Linked DNA regions of Rattus norvegicus: region 1 is linked to region 2. Evidence: chromatin contacts called from public Hi-C data. All regions are on one chromosome and are shown on one strand. The core of a region is the stretch at or near the end of the contact, and the rest is flanking DNA. Distances in the headings are between cores, read along the strand shown. Region 1 holds the start of Msl3 (MSL complex subunit 3). Region 2 overlaps Arhgap6 (Rho GTPase activating protein 6).

Region 1 (4,520 bases), core at 748-3,247, 680 kb before region 2:
CCGCCCATCTATCCCAACTGCTTGAAAAAAGAGAAAGAGGATGTAAAAGTCAGTATCTTGAAACAAATGAAGCTTATGCTAAAAAGGCATCACGAAGAAGTGCCCCAGACTCGCTGACATTTTAGAAAGCTATAAAAAAACAAAAACAAAAAACTTCAAAACCACCGAGAGGATACCAATAAAGCTCAAAGGGAACTCAGTTACAGCAACCAAGATTTCCAGTGATTACTCATAGATCATCCAAACATGACAGACTTTAAAGTAATCATGCCTCAGAACAGTCAAGCTTTCCAAACAAAGCAGAAGCAGGAAATTAAACTTTTCTACCGGTGTTTCTAAAACTTAAAGTTACAAAATTATCTTGCTACAAGGGCGATTAAGTCTAACTGTAACAAGTTCACTGACCTGCTGTTCCAACCATTAAAATGTATCAGATATTCTGGAATCTTTCTGCCCTTTTCGTCTTTCCCGATAATAACATCGATGATCTGAAACCAGGAAATACTACTCACGCGTGGCACAGCAAACCGAAAATTATTATAAGTTGGGTAAAAAAAAAAGAGCTAGATCAAAGTCTTTTTTTAAAGAAAAAAAAAGTATTCATTCCCCCTTTTAGATCCAGAGCAGGATTGTAACATTCTTCAACATTTTTTTTCCTCTTTTGCCCGAGTGGTTGCCTCAAAATAGGAAACATCCGTCCAACCAACCCATGATTGGTCTCTTGAGTTTGAGACCGGGTGAAGCTTCTGAAGTCATTGGTCGGTGGATTTGTCATTAGCGAGGGCCCAGACTAGACAGAACAGCCCTGAGACCTCTGGGAGTTGTAGTCACCTGGGCCTTGCCTTGTCCAGTATCCTGCCTAGCTAGCCAGAGACTTCCACAACCCTTCCCCTCCCCTGAAGAGCCATGCATTCCCTGAGCGGATATCTGGTACAAATGAAACGGTATGGCCGTCGGTCTCCCAGCGATGCAGCAAGCTAGAGGGATAGCAATAGGAGGTAAACAGAGTTAAGGGTTGCAGGAGGAACCAAAGGTACAGAGCCCAGCACAGACCTTGGTGTCTCCCACCGGACACCACCGCTTAAACCTTGCTAAAGACGCACCTGGTGCTGCTCCAAGTTGTCTCTGCCACCAAGGACTTCGCCTTGGTGGCTGGAAACACTGACACTCGCTCCGACCCCCAGCGTGCCGACTCCTACCTTCTTGGGGCTCTGGAGCACTTAGGTGCCCACCCCTGCCCTACTTAAAAACTGACAACAGCAATATATAGCTCAGCCTGTGCTGACCGAGCTGGATACCCGCAAGACGCGATTCCTTCCTAACTCTGTTGGCCTCCCACCATTCCGTTGGTACGCGACTGAGCAACCTTGAGCCCTTCCCTCCCCCGCCCCTGGGATTATTATAATCCTAAATTCGACGAGGGTCCGGGGACTATTACGTCGCAAATTGACAGCTCGAAACTTAGGACCAGGTGGAGGATGTGGGTGGGAAATTTGGTCAGGGTGTCCTCTAGGAAGCCCATGTAGCGTGGAACCACATAGGACAAGAAGAGACTTATCGCAAAAGCAGAGGCCTCAGGCGGCAGTCCTCTCACACCAGGTGCCCGGATTGGCGCCCAGCGCTCAAACTGCCATCCTGGCCTAGCAACCGCGCCTGAGCGACGTGACAGGGCCGGAAGCGGAAGCAACACGGGTCCTTTCTAGTTAGGGCAGTCGCGCGCCCAACGCGTGACGCCAGCGTCCCCTGCCGACCCGGGCCGCTCCACGCAGGCCTAGGCGCGCCCTGGTGGCTGTCCAGGGCTCCAGGCCACTTGTCCTCCGCGGGCCCCTTTGCCTCCCATCCCTGGAACCCAGTCCCGCGTCTCCTCCCTGTCCCCCCCGCGGCGGCACCTTGGCATCGTACAGCACTCGCGCCTTGGTGGGGTCAGGCTCGAAGCACAGCACTTTCTCCCCAGAGTGGAATTGAAATTTCATGCCCTTGCTCGCGCTCATTTGCTCATCGTGGCGGAGGGCGAGGCTCCGGGGCGGGCGGAGTGCGTGCGGTGGGGGAGGACGGCCGGGGAGGCGGCGCTCCGCCACTGGGGGGGCCCGGGAGTGGTGGAGGCTACGGCCGCCCCGCCCTCGGCCCCTCCTCCGGCCACCCCGCGCCACTGCGAGGACCTTGGCAGTGGCTATGGAAGCGCGCGGCCCCGCCAGGGTTTGTCCCCGCCCGCCCCCTCTAGGGCTCCGGGAGGGGTGCGGACTGGGAGCAAGTATCCCCGCCCGAGGTCTTCCTGCAGAACGTTCCCTCTCGTCCCCATGGGTTAGGGTTCCCGCGGTTTCCAGGCTGCGCCCACGTGTGCGCCCGGCTGTCACCCCGGGCGTGCGCTCTCTGGCCGGAGCTTGGGGATCTCTTAGGGAGAGGGCTGCTGTGGGGTAGTCACCAGGCGCCGCTGAGGCTGGATGGCGTCTACCCCCAGGAGCTGTCTGGCCGCGCGCGCGCGCGCGTCAGCCCCCTTGGCGGAGTTGCGCGCACATGAGTGTGGCCACGCGAGAAGGACGCGGTGTTGGAGCTGGCCGGAGACGCGCAGTGGCCTTGAGCTAGGGGAGGAGACATTCCGGGCAGTTAATAGAACACAGGTCATCCTTCCAAGAGGACCAGCAGGTAGCTGGCTGGAGGCCCTGTGTGAGCAGTAGGCAGAAAGGCTTATGTGTCTTTAAAGGGTATATGTGTCAGCTTGCAGCACTCCTCAATTGCTCACCTACGGTCTGTCTTTAGTGGCTCAAAAGCTCCTAAAGAGTGGAAGCACCATTGAGACCTCTGTTAACAGTGTAACTGCACAGATGGGATGTTCCATGAATACTCCCTGAATGAATGACCAGAAGACAGAAGACTTGAAGGTCAACCTTCAGCGACAGAGAGGGCAGTGCTGGCCGGTTTCTTCTTGAGTGCAAAGCCACTAGGCAATGTGGTTACTAGATTAAGACCTGACTGGGTAGCTGAGCAGATGGGCTAGAAGGTTAACCCCTCAGGTTTTAGTGAACTATCAGATTTCCCACACTACTCTGTTCTTGCTTCCAGAAATTTGCATCTCCCCACCCCCACCTCCCTCCACCTAGTACAAGGTCCAAATCTCTCACACCTCCACTTGGGGAATTCCAAACGTCCCTCAGGCTTCTCTAGAGGAATCATACACCTGGCCAGTGTTGTCTCTCAGAACTCGATTGCGGTAAATTGCTTGCATTTACTGCTCTGCTGTAGAATGGGTTGTTTATTTGTAAGATGGCCCCACTAAGAGGGTAAGCTGCTTGAAGCTGGGGTTTGGGGGTGTCTAATCCAGATTGCCATTGTATACTCCCAGAACACAATAAATATTTAATGAACAAATGATTGCAGATTTATGAAACCGAATCCATAAAACTCAGTAGCCAACTGCTGTGAAGGAAGGAAGGGAAGGAGGAATCTTGGGAGACCCCCAGGTTTTCTAGCATAAAGAGCTGAGTGAAGGATGGGTCCACTGGTGAGACAGGGGCAAGGGAGAGGAGGACAGGTTTGAAGAAAATGGCCAAATGATGACTTGTATCTAAGACAATAAAGTCCATAAGGCGGATTCTCCAGGGATGTGGACGGTAGTGTTCCCTGCAAATGGCAGGGGCAGCTAATAGCTTGTTGCATGTCAACATAGCTGGAGTAGTTTGGTGTTTCTGAATCACGAATGGAAAATTCCACTCCATGCTCTAACCTTTGAGGGGAGGTGGATTCCCCCCCCCATTCATTTCTATCCTTGTGTCATAAATCTCTCTCTCTCTCTCTCTCTCTCTCTCTCTCTCTCTCCCCTCCTCTATAAAATCTAAGATATATATCATATATTATATACACATAATGTCTGATCTCCCCCCCTGTGTGTGTGTGTGTGTGTGTGTGTGTGTGTGTGTGTGTGTGTGTAATTCTTATAATGGCAGCAATTCTTGAAGCCCTCTTGGGTTAGTATCCACTGGAGAGGTCTCCATCTCTAGGGGTTCACCCTTTGACCTCTTGGATGAAAAAGATAAATGACTCGGTGAATGCTGTAATTTATTCTCTGTGGGGCCCAGTTCCATCATTGTCTCTCTGTGTGTGATCTTGGACAAGTAATTCACTTCTGTGAGATGGTTTTGTTATATTTAAGCAAAGAAGTGGCTCCTACTTTATAATGAGTTAAAAAAAAGCATTCAGTGAAGTCTGTGTGCATGACTTTGTTTAGTACCTTGCATATAATGCTGGGAAAATGCTTCTTCATATTAATCATTTCCTATTAATTCACCTGGTCCCTTATTCATTCATACAATAAGTATTGATTGAGCCTCCTGAGTACTCGACGTTAGACACACTAAGCAGAGTATATACATTACTCCTGTCTTCCAGGATGGCACGTTTCAGGATGACAGAGCACCAAGTAAGCAAGTTGGAGCCTACTGCACACTATGATAAAGTTAGTAAGGTGGAATACATATGGCACAAGTCCCTACTTTTCTCTAGGAAGGAACTGTCCCAGAAATCCT
Region 2 (4,554 bases), core at 645-3,144:
TCCTTCAAATTCACTGGCAGCCTACAAGTCTAGAAAATCATCCCCGTGGCCATCCTTTGGCTCCTGCCTATAAGATTGTGTGATATCAGTTCAAAGAGGAGGCAAGCAAAGCTCTTAGTTATTCTGTGTGGGTAGAGAATATCCTCAGCAAGAAAGCCAGGGTCCAGGCTGCCTCGGACAGGCATGGCCTATCACAAATGCCAGGATGTTTTTCCCCTGGGTACTAACCCTTGCTGGAAACCTGAGATAAAGCTAGGGCCCCATGAATCCACTTCCTTCATTTTGCATGCCAAAAACCATTTGGCTAGGAGAGGATTGCTCTGGGTATGTTTACCTTCTTTGTGACCACAAAGGATTTGTTTGGAAAACTGCAACAAATGGAAACCAAAGACTAGTAAAGAGAAGCAAATAGGGTAGGGGTGTGGGGAGGCAGAAGCACATTGTGAAGCGTTTAATCAACCTTTGATCATTTCCCTTTAAGATGTCAGGGCCACTGTTTTGAGGAAGGTAGAAAATAAAGATGGTTCCAGGTAAGACTATGCGCAGTTGATATTTTCCGGTATTCTCATTTTCCTGTTCCATTTACATTTTTGCTGTTATTTCTGTTGCTATGACAACTCATAAGTGTGGATGCTAATAGTATGTGAGATAATGCTATAGATTACATCGCAGAAGTATAATGCCTTGCAAAATCGTGTTCTGTGTATTCACGTATACTCGGTTCTTTATGACAGTAATTTATTTCCTGGTTTAGCCACCACTTCATACATAAACAGACATTTCCACCAGTAACATCATTGTCTTCATCACAGAAAGTATAAATTTATTTGCTAAGTGTGCAGAGGGTAAAGAAAAGTTTTCCTTAAACAACAATGAAGTGTAAGTCTGGATTATCGGGGGGAGGGACTTTTATTTGTTAATCATTTTATTTGTTTACATTTCAAATGTTATCCCACTTCAGGGTCTTCCCTCCACACATCTCTTAACCCTCTCCTCTTCCCGTTTTCTTCTAAGAGGGTGCTCCCCCACCTACACACATACTCCTACCTACCCTTCTTGCATCCCCCTATGCTGGGGCACCAAACTTCCACAGGACCAAGCACCTCCCCTCCCACTAATGCCAGATAAGGCCATCTTCTGCTACAAATGCAGTGGGAACTTTGGACTGGCCCACGTATGCTCTTTGGTTGGTGGTTTAGTCCCTGGGAGCTCTGAGGGATCTGGTTAGTTGATATTGTTGTTCTTCCTATGAGGTACAAACCCCTTCAGCTCCTTCAGTCCTTCCCCTAACTTTTCCATTGGGTTCCCTAGGCTCAGTCCAATGGTTGGCTGTGAGTATCTGCATCTGTCTTAGTCAGGTGCTGGTAGAATCTCTCAGGAGACAGCTCCTGTCTGCAAGCATTTCTTGGCTTCAGCAATAGTGTTGGGGTTTGCTGTTTGCAGATGAAATGGATGGCATGGTGGGGCGGTCTCTGGATGGCCTTTCCTTCAGCCTCTGTTCCATTTTTGTCCTTGAATTTCCTTTAACTCAGTATTGTCCCTGTCTGGGTTGTTTTAATTCAGGAGACAGAGGAAGGCAAAAAAGAGTCATCTTTTTCTTTTCCTTGTTGAGTAGTCCACCCCCCACCCCACCCCCACCCCCGCCAACCACCACCCGCCCTTTGCCCAGGCTTTAACTCTTAAATGTAGTCAGGCTTCAGTCCAGAAGGCACATGAGTGATGCAAGGTGGTGACAGCGGTCCATCTGTATTTATATCCTGTTTTTGTTAAACCTCTTAGGTTTTATTCCTCTCTGCCAGCGGGCAGAGTTGCTGAACACAGGCCTGTATGGCTTCATCTCCACCCTTCTAGTTGACCTTTGTTTTGTACCATTTGTGAGGATTTACTGCCCTCTGCTGGTTGAACTCCCGCAACTACAGAACTTCCTTTTCTCCTCTGGCCCCTCCCTCCTTTGCCAGCTGCCATGTCTTGTTACATTTGTTGTGTTTTACTGCCATCTTGTGATCGTGTTATAGAAAAACGTTTGCACATTATTGATGGGGCTGTATTTGTTGGATCATTGCTCAAAAGGTCTTTTTTATTTCCGCCTCCATGTCCATGTCTTCGAAATACTCCACTAGCAATTGTGTAATGTCTGAACCTGATCATACTTACACACCTGTCTTATCTTGTGCCAGGAGCCCTGACATGCTTCAGTCGGAAGTTTCCTTTTCCATGGGAGGGAGGCATTCATCTACAGACTCCAACAAGGCCTCCAGTGGAGACATCTCCCCTTATGACAACAACTCCCCAGTACTGTCTGAGCGCTCCCTGCTGGCTATGCAAGAAGACAGGGCCCGGGGGGGCTCGGAGAAGCTTTATAAAGTGCCAGAGCATTATACACTGTTGGACCACTTGCCATCGCCAAAGTCGAAGTCAAGAGAAAGTTCTCCTGGACCAAGGCTTGGAAAAGGTAACTGAAGCCTGGCTGTGACAGCCCAATGACTTAATCACCTGCCTGTGGTTGTAACACGGGTGGGCCATGTTGGACTTTCTTCATGTTTGTTGTTTCTCTAATTCAAAGAATATTTACTGAGTATCTGCTAAATACAAAAGATGGGAAAAAGGAATGGTGACCCCAAGGCATTGGACTTAGAAGGTGCCTTCAACCTTTGATTCTCAAATATTTGTGAAGTGAGCACATGCCTCAAAAAGCCACTCATGTTCCCAAACGATCTTTTCTTTTCAGTATCCAGAGGAGCCTCTGTGTACCTGCTAGTGGATTCACATTGCTTATTTGCTAGTCTCAGATGTCACTCAATTATTTCTGTCACTTTTATAAAGAAAAAGTGCTGAATCTACCATATGCAGTAACAATGCAGTGTACTAAAACTAGACAATGTCAGCATCCTGGGACAAAAGCACTAGCGTGGGTGTCACAATGATGTTCTGCCACTTCCAGCTAACAGGATGTCAAAGGAATAACTGAGCTCCGCAGAGGCCCAGATGAATGCCCCATGTATTGGTTCATTAGTGAATCTACAAGCAGTCAGTACTGCAACATTTACCTGGCTAATCAGTGCCGCATAATCTTGCAGGCACTTCTAGTCTCTTCTTACTTTGAATGTCTTAGTCTGTCTTATGATCTTCTGATACCCTCTAAAGCAGTGGTTCTCTACCTGTGGGGAGAAGGGAGGAGAAAGGAACACACACAGGAACAAATCTGCTGGTGGCAGTAGGGCAGTGTCCCTGAGGGATGTTCAGAATCTAGCATTACTGTCTCTGTACATCTGTATTTCTGTAGCTGGAGTCCATGTGGCCTTGTGTGAGTGTCCTACTACTGTTATCACTCACAATGAAGTTACATACAGGTTAGCCCTCTTATCGTTTGGGAAGTCAGAAATCACATGGGTGCATAGAACTGCTTTCTGGTCTGGAGGATGTGGGGAACAATCCATGTTCGGCCCCTTCCTAGCTTCTGCAGGCCAAGCTTCATGGCTGTTTCTTTCATCTCTGAAGCTACCAACATAGCAGTATTTTTCTCTTGCCTCCCTCTTACCCTTTTGATGAAATCAGAGCTGCCTGGGTCCTCTAGGAGAGTCACTTGACCTCCTGAACCAGGGGTATATGCAAAGTCCATCCTTAGAAGTTCTGAGTTCTGGGGGTCATGACACACATTTACTATGTATTAACTCTGCTTCTCAGAAACATGATACAGAAAGAACATTCATGGGTCCATCCCCAACACAACAAATTTCTTGAAAACCAGATCTAAGTAGTATTGTTTTGCATCTGGTAAACCTTGAGTACGATATTTTATGCCAAAGAAATGTAATAATATTTATTGGTCTTATTCTTAACTTTCTCTGTTGTGGACCCCTTCATGCTATCTTTCCTAGATATGTCAGAGGAGCCTTTCAATATCTGGGGAACTTGGCATTCAACATTAAAAAGCGGATCCAAAGACCCAGGAATGACAGGTGAAGTGCCATTTTTAAACCGTCTCCTTTAAAAATGTATTTTCCCTATCTCTACTTTGGTATTCTTAAGGGAACTGTTTGCCAACCATCATTCAGAAAATACTGAAAAGAGAAGAAGAAAGGGACACTAGCTCTTTGGGCTTTCTGCCTCAATATGCGAAGCTTGGCCAATAGTTCACTGCTGCTCTTTTCCTAAAGCCTAGGCTGTCGTGGCAGTTATGTAGTTTGGCAGCTAAGCTAAGCCCGTGAGAATCTAGGTGTGTTTCTGGAGTGTCCATGTAAACGCTTCTGCTATCAGAAAGAACCTGCCATCACTCTTGCTAGGTAGTTAATAGCTGAAGCTATGCTGTGCATTTTCAGCTGTAGAAGGAAGTAATGTAAAAGAAAAGAACAAGCAGCTAATCCCTCAGGCAGTTGTCCAAACTAACCCCAGTTCTTGCCTTTCCGGCTCCAGGTTCCTATGGTGACATTTTTGAAAGCAGCTCCCTCCGACCGAGGCTGTGTTCCCTCTCTCAAGGGAACCTATCCCTGAATTGGCCTCGGTGTCAAGGGAGCACCACAGGAATGGACAGTGGCACTCAGGTAATTCGGAGGA

Evidence for each region. A called contact is a pair of places that touch in the nucleus more often than the background predicts.
Region 1: a Hi-C map of psoas muscle shows a contact between it and region 2, with 3 times the contacts expected there. The contact joins the promoter of Msl3 here to the enhancer-like site in region 2. A contact is called at or near these places in 7 of 12 Hi-C or Micro-C datasets (the A7r5 cell line, the Rat2 cell line, Schwann cells and 4 more).

The regions. Positions count from the first base shown.
Region 1 is chrX:29,207,941-29,212,460 of GRCr8, reverse strand. It overlaps Msl3 (MSL complex subunit 3), which reads right to left and starts at 1,997. Exons shown (of 12, transcript NM_001014111.1): 1 at 1,890-1,997; 2 at 1-17. The coding sequence starts at 1,897.
Region 2 is chrX:28,527,786-28,532,339 of GRCr8, reverse strand. Arhgap6 (Rho GTPase activating protein 6) reads left to right here. Exons shown (of 13, transcript NM_001427045.1): 11 at 2,178-2,452; 12 at 3,879-3,959; 13 at 4,414-4,554. Among named protein-coding and RNA genes, the nearest start is that of Hccs, 25 kb to the right of the region's middle. Within about 2 kb of position 1,894, at least 1 of the 93 cell types and tissues checked has an H3K27ac peak or open chromatin away from gene starts, as enhancers often do.